Linked DNA regions of Mus musculus: region 1 is linked to region 2. A link is a contact called in public promoter capture Hi-C data. All regions are on one chromosome and are shown on one strand. Each heading gives the region's core, a stretch centred on a gene start, on an enhancer-like site or on the middle of the called end of the contact. The rest is flanking DNA. Distances are from core to core; before and after follow the strand shown. Region 1 holds the start of Arfgap3 (ADP-ribosylation factor GTPase activating protein 3). Region 2 holds the start of A4galt (alpha 1,4-galactosyltransferase).

What was found. Capture Hi-C pulls out chosen DNA fragments and counts their contacts.
Region 1: a promoter capture Hi-C map of adipose tissue shows a contact between it and region 2. The contact joins the promoter of Arfgap3 here to the promoter of A4galt in region 2. A contact is called at or near these places in 4 of 484 Hi-C or Micro-C datasets (the G1E-ER4 cell line, embryonic stem cells, nephron progenitors and 1 more), 6 of 115 datasets of contacts at active chromatin or transcription factors (embryonic stem cells, epiblast stem cells, extraembryonic endoderm stem cells and 1 more) and 3 of 9 other capture datasets (adipose tissue, liver and pancreatic islet).

Annotation. Positions count from the first base shown.
Region 1 is chr15:83,348,930-83,352,387 of GRCm38.p6, reverse strand. Arfgap3 (ADP-ribosylation factor GTPase activating protein 3) reads left to right here and starts at 2,141. Exons shown (of 16, transcript NM_001357756.1): 1 at 2,141-2,307. The coding sequence starts at 2,239.
Region 2 is chr15:83,249,800-83,253,630 of GRCm38.p6, reverse strand. A4galt (alpha 1,4-galactosyltransferase) reads left to right here and starts at 1,902. Exons shown (of 3, transcript NM_001004150.4): 1 at 1,902-1,931.

The DNA of each region.
Region 1 (3,458 bases), core at 892-3,391, 99 kb before region 2:
ATTTTATAAATATGTATGAGGTTTGTGGCATATGCATCAGATATGATCCTTTTTCCTTTTCAAGTCAAAGTGAATGTGAAAGTGCCTTTTAAGGCATTTTCCCCATGAAACTTGCAAAGCCGACAGATAAGGGTTGGAGGGTATCAGAGCTACAACCTAAACATTCAGTGAGGCTGGCCGAGTCACAGATGGAGACCCTTCAACAGCACCGTGTGTACAGCTGGCAAAGTGGCCTGGTGCTTTAGTTTCTGATCCTGATACTTCCTTGGATCCATCACATTTCAATCCCAGCCTAAACAGCAGACAGGGTGGGGGTCAGGGTTTCCTTAAAAAAAATTATCTAGGGTCTTATGTACTTCAGGCCTGCCTTAAATTCACTATGTAACCAAAGATGACCTTGAATTCCTGAGCCTCCTGCTTCTACTTCCCAAATCCAGAGATTAGAAAGGTTACATCACTATACCAGTATAGCTGTTTTCCTAACTCCTATGAACTATCCATATATATATATATATTTTTTTTTGAACGAAGATAGGAAGATCATTCAAATGGTGAGGGTTGTCTGCAGCAGCAACATGCTGTTCCTAAAGACTGCACATTTCCTAACCTTGGAAAAGGCCCAGCTCTGGGTTGATGAATACACAGCCTGAGGCATCTACCAGGCCTGAGATGGCAAACATGGCACTGGCGGGCCTTGCCTTTCCTCTTTTTTTCTCCTTGCTAAGAACCGTTAGATTACATTCCTAAAGCTAGCCACCAAGGTTTGTTACGCTATTTGTCCACTTCCTGAGGCTAACATACTAAGGTCCAGCTATCAAAATCCACCCCCTACCTTGGTTCACCTAATTAGCATGCCCCATAAAATAAACTTATCCTAAAGGGGTTTCTTCTTTTACCTTTATGAACTGCCATTTGCCAATACGCCAAGGCTGTCTCTTCTCTATCCAGAAGCAGTCCTTTGTCCCTCTGGAGCAAATAACCCGTCCCCCTCTCCCTCCTTTTCACTTCTTCCTCTTGCTCTATCTCCTGTCTTTGTCTCTTATTCCCTGCCCTTTTGTCACTCTGCTGAGAACTTTGTGTGTCTTGTGCCAGTTCCTGTCCTTGTACAGCCTATATGAGGTCCCAACTTGACACCAAGACCGTTTTCAGAACATCCCTGAAGCTGCAGTGCTGCTCTGGTCAACATATTTCATCTCCAACTCCTTCATACAGGTGAATGCTAGGAAGTGCCTACAGCAGCCCTGCTGGGAAGCAACCAGTTGAACTGGGACAGAAGCTGGGGCTTAGCACTTGATACCAAAACCTGTTTTTCTTCTATTATGCTCTACCTAAGGTCATGTTTGCCAGCTGCTCCACCCTGACCGCTGTAAAAGAGGCACCTGCTCCCAAGCTCAAACCTTCCAGCTACTAATATTATCCAAGGTTTAACTGGAGCCCCAAGCACTAAACACAGACTTGTTTCTGGTCTTTCTAGACTTCTCAGTTCTGACCCTGATAGAACTTGTTGCCTACAGGCAAGCACTCTCTCTCCGTGAACAGAACAGACTTTATAATTACAAGATTATCAAGCCAGTATGGCTTGGTGCAGACCTGTAATCTGAGCAGCAAGACGCTAAAACAGGAATATCTCCAGTTCAAGTCCAGCCTTGGACTACACAGTGTGCTCTAGGCCAGCCTGGGTTTCCCAGATGGGAGAGAGAAAAATGGGACAGCAGTTTCCTGTAGGTTATCACTCAGGGCTTGACTTTAGCTGAGAAAGAGTACAAACACACACTACTACTATGCAGGATCCATGAGGATGAGACCTGCTGGCTCTCCCATCCTGAGGGATAGGTGTGAGACTGGCCACGGGCCGGCAACGGTATGCTGGTGAGTCCGGTGGGTAAGCCCGATGCTCCCTGCGCAAAGCCTGGGGTTCCTATCCCACACTGCAGGACCCTAACTAACGCTGAGATCTGGGGAAGGTTTGCGGAGGGGTGGGAGTTGTCCGAGCGTCCGCGCATGCGCCTGCCGCGCCCGACTTCGAAATTGGAACCCGGAGAAACCAGTGGCGCCGAGGGACCTCACCGAGTGAAGGAGAACGGCGCGTGCGCCCGCTTGTGGGCGGAGCCTGGGCGCGGCAGGGGCGGGGCTTGTCGTCACGCGCAGCCCCGCCCCTCGGTCTCCGGGAGGCGGCAACCGCTACTCCTTGTCTCTTCCCGGTTGTCGGGGACTGCTTCACCTCAGTTCTCAGTGACTATGGGGGACCCCAGCAAGCAGGACATCCTGGCCATCTTCAAGCGCCTGCGCTCGGTGCCCACTAACAAGGTAACGGCCGCAGGCGGGCTTGGGACCCCGCGGCCCGCCGGACCCCGGTGTGGCCGCGGCCGTGGGAGGAGCCGCCCGGCCTGTGACACGTCGCACTGTGGGCCTGGCAGCCGCCGCTCCCCAACCTTCGTCAGCAAGGGGAGGAAAAGGGGGCGCCCACCAGGGGCTTAGCGCCTGGGGCACAGGGACATGGGCATCCGGAGGATGTCCAGGACTAAAAGGCAGAGAGCCTGGGGTCACAGGACTGGGGCATGGACATCTGGGATGTCTAGCATCCTAGGGCAGAGCGTCTGGGGTCACAGGGGGGGCTGGGACATGGACAGTTGGGGTGTCCGCCACCAGAGGCCAGAACACCTGGGGATAGACAGAAGACTGGGGCATGGACATCTGGAACAGGAGACCAGTGCATTTCATGGCAGAGAGAGGACTGGGGTATGGACCTCTAGGAGTGTCCAGGTTACCCAGACGCCAGACTACCTGGGGGCTTAGAGAGAAGGCTAGTTCATAGCATCTAGGGGTGTCTAGGGGTCTGGAGAACAGAGCACCTTGACCCAGAAGCACAGACATGGTAGGGTGGAGGAAACAGATGTTGGAAGTGTGTAGCTGGGCTCTGAGAAGGCTGGTGAGGCAGAGTTCACTCCTTCTGGCCTCTGTGAACAAAGGTAAAAATCCCAGCCACCTAGACCCAGGGGTCAGAACTCTAAGTGGTGCTAAGTTCTGGGAAAGAAGGGCTTCTCCCCCCACCATGGACCTTGTCTTGAGTGTTCTTCAGGGCTGGGGACCTGTTGGATTTTTGTCACCATTGTCCTTCGGTGGCAGCCTGTTTCCCAGTCCAGTAGAGCTAAGGTTCTCTTCCCTGGTTGCCAGCTCTCTGGGTTCCTGAGGAAGCTCACTAAAACTCACGTTCATCCCTCTGTAGGTTGAGGTCTGTCCCTACAATTTTTTTCTTCCCCTTATGTGACCCCCCCCACACACACACACACACAGACCCCACCCCCAACCACTGGGCCTCATAACTTTTAGCATGTGGCTGGCAGTGTTGTTTTGATACACAGGGTTAAGGTGTCTACTTCCTTAGGATGACGGAGTAGGGTGGAACCCGAGGAGTGCAAAGGGCTGTCGTGTCACTGTGGACTCTCCCCACCCCTCTC
Region 2 (3,831 bases), core at 653-3,152:
ATAACTCTAGTTCCAGGGAGTCTCGTGCCCTCTTCTGGCCTCTGTGTGACCTAGGAGTGCACATAGCACACAGACATGAATGGATGCAACAAACAAACAAACAAACAAACAAAAAACACTCACACACACGTAAACTAAAAATAAATTAAACAACAACAACAACAACAACAAAACCCTTGAGCTGGGCAGTAGAAATGCAACATTTTGAATCCCTGCACTCTGAAGGCAGAGGCAGGCAGATCTCTGAGTTTGAGGCTAGCCTGGTCTACAGAGTGAGCTCCAGACATCCAGGGCTATACAGAGAAACCCTGTCTCAAAACAAAAACAAAAACAGAAAAAGAAAAGAAAAACTTTCTTTGCTTCTGGATTCGAAGGCTCTCTCCCTTCAAGATCCTATAGTGGCAGCCTGCGGTCATGACACTGAAACGCTGCTAATATAGTTTATCTGAAGAACAGTGTATCTCGGCACCTGTGTGCATCCATCACACTAAGAATTAAGTTTTGTTTTTTTTTTTTTTTACTTATGAGTACATCTGTGTAGCTGTGTGGGTGCAGGTACCCTCAGAATCTGGAAGAAGACGTGAGATTCTCTGGAGCTGGAGTTACAGGCAATTGTAAACCTTCTGGTGTGGGCTTTAGGAATCCAACTCGGCTCCCCGTGAAGAGCAGCAATTGCTCTTAACTGCGGAAGGGTCTTCAACACAATACCATTCATTATCCAATACTCTGTAGCCTTGGCTTGGCCTAAAAAGCTCTATATAAATCAGGCTGGCCTCGAACTCTCAGAAACCTGCCTGCCTCCCAAATGCAGGGATTGAAAAGAAATGCACCACCACGGCTGGCAGGGCTCCTTGTTTGAGTTTTAAGATGAGCAAAGTCTGTTATCCCAGCATTTGGGAGGCGAAAGCCAGAGGGGTTGTCACAAGTTTGAGGCCACTGTGGTTTACAAGAAAGCCGTGGGCTAGAATGAGAAGCAGTCTGGCAAAGCCAAACCAAAAAAATCAAACCTGGGAGTGATGAGCACTAATGGGAATGGCCCGCGAAGAGGCAAGAGGGGCAGGAGCAGCAACGGCTAGCAGCTGGAGGCTGGGGATCTCCTGGAAAACGAGAAAGGGTGGGCATAGCCAAGAGCTAGGTAGTTGTCAGCAGTGGGGTGAAGGGGTGAGAATTTTCCACAGATTCGCTTTTACAAAGCCTGTTTACCCAGGCTGTTCTCAGGGTTGGGATAGGGTGTTTCCATTTTCTCAGCGGCCTGGACACAGGTTTGTATGGTGAGAGAGATGAAGCAGGGCAGGCAGCGAGGGCACGTTGGCATCTAGCCCGAGAGGAGAGCTGGCGGGGGAAATCGCCACTAGGGAACACCATGCCGTGGGCCCGGCCCTTCCTTGGGTCACAGCAGGCCAGAGCAGGGAGTGAGGAGTACTTGGAACAGACGCTGCTGGGCAGTGGCGTCAGGATGACTCAAGTCTCAGATGTCGCCCCTTCTCAACTGCACAACATTTATGTAATTAACCAAACCGCTTCGAGCCTGGCTTTTTATTTTTTTTTCCATCTGTTAAATGGAAAAAAATAGAGCCATGGGTAGGGGATTCATCCCTGTCTTGGAGGAGTGACTTGGGAGGCTGAGGCAGGAGGATTGCTAGCTCTGGGGCAGAAGGGCTGGAGAGAGAAACGGAAGGTTTAGAATAGGATTGTGACTAGTGAGGTGTGGGTGGCCGGGAGGCGGCTCACACCTGTTGGCTACTGGCTATTGATGACTCAGGTCGTGCCCACCCCCATTTCTAGACAGGACTAGCTGCAGGCGGAGAGGGACCCGTGGGGCAGAAACGCCAGACCCCGCCCAGGGCTGGAGGGGCGGCGCTCCTGTCCGCTGGGCTCAAGCCACCGCCCTCCAGGGCCGCAGTAGCCGCCCGCCGACGCGGGAGCCGGAGGTACCTGGATCTCAGGGACAGGGCAGCGGGCAGGGGGATCTCGTTGGGATCCGGGGCGCCCCTGTTCTAGGCTGGAAAGGGAGGTGAGCTGCAAGACATCAGGGACCCGGGTCCCCGCCTGGCCACCTGTTCTACAGGCGACAATGGTGCGGGCACCAGTTCCGCGCCGTGGTCCCTCAGCTGCCGCCCGCACCGGTCTGCGCCCCGAAGTTGAGCGCGGCGCGGCGCGAGCTAGTCTGGGGCCGGCTAGGATCCCGCAATTCCTTCCCGCAGCCCAGGAGGCCCTCGGAGGGCGAGGTTCACGGGGGAGGGGGACGACTGGGAATCCGAAGTCCAGATCCCAAAGCGCTGCTCGGCGACGTTGGGCGTGCTCTGGGAGGTCGCGGCGGGGCGCATCCCGGAGAGGAATGGAATGCCGCGCGCTGCAGGGAGGGCTTCGGGTTGGGAGTTGGCTCTGGGCTTTCTGGATGCTCCGGCTTCGGACCTGCACCGGGAAGGGTCTTCAGGTGCAGGGGGTAGCCTGGGAAAAGCGGGGGAGCAAGGGAAGCCAGCATGGAGTCGCGAGACCCAGGGCTCGGTCCCGGATCAGCACGCTCGCGCTTCTCCCCTTCTTCCGATGAGAACAGTTGAGGTATGGGACTGGAAGCCGAATAGGGTTGGAAGAGGCTGCGCCTGGGAGATTTACCCTATCCACTCCTTTTCACTGTTAGGGCGAGCCCCCTTGCCTCAATGTCTTCGTATGTCATCTGGGGCTAGAAGTTCTTTTCATCTCCTTGGCAGAGTCCACTGAGTCTCTAGCCCGCTGGAGATTAAAAGTATCCTTTCCATCTCTACTCTGTCACATCCATAGCAATCCAGCTGCTGCAACCCCAGCCGGTTCCGAAGTGACACCCTCCGGCTCCCCGTCACCCCACTCCACCCCCTCTTTGACCTTTCTCCTCCCTAAGAATGGGGACTCCAATAAAGCAGAGCTGCCCTCCACTCGCACTCCCCTAGTCTCTGGCATTCAGCAGCAGAAATCTTTCCCATAAAGGAAAGTCCTCAAACGAAAGACCAAAAAATTCACAGGAACTCAGCCTCCCGGTTTTATTTGTTTGTTTGTTTTGTTTTGAAAACGCTTCTTCAATGCCTCAAGGGCTGGTCCCTGCCTGGACAGCTCAAGGGTCGCTGCGACCTATTAAACAATTCTGTAGAGTTTGCTTTGTTTCTTTGAAACAATTAAGGCTCTGCAGCTGTCTATATTGACAAGGATTAGTCCCAGAGAAAGGTTGTTCACTCATGGGAGAAGTGATGAATATCCCAGGGTGTGGGCAGGGTTGCTTGAATCTCTAGAGGCGACTGTGACCCACCATATCACCCCAAAACAGCCTGGTCTTAGAGGTGGAGGTGGAAGGCGAGGAGCAGTCCAGACCTTCAATGACCTCAAGTAACAGCTTTACTACTGAGCCGCCTCAACTGCCCTGGTTTTTGTTGTATAATGAAAGCATTTGGTTCTTTTAGATACTGTTACCCTTTGTTTTGAGACAGGGTCTCACTGTGTAGCTCTCACTGCCCTGGAATACTGTATACACCAGGCTGGTCTCCAACTCAGAGATCTGCCTGCCTCTGCCTCCAGGGTGCTGGAATTTTTTTTTTTTTTTTTTTTTGGTTTTTCGAGACAGGGTTTCTCTGTATAGCCCTGGCTGTCCTGGAACTCACTCTGGAGACCAGGCTGGCCTCGAACTCAGAAATCCGCCTGCCTCTGCCTCCCAAGTGCTGGGATTAGAGGCATGTGCCACCACGCCCAGCTCTCCTGGTGCTGGAATTAAAAGGCCCGTGTCACCACGCCCACCTAGATACTGTTACATCATTATAAATGCATACAGTTTTTATGAATGGTTAGATTTTCCTGAGAAAAGAA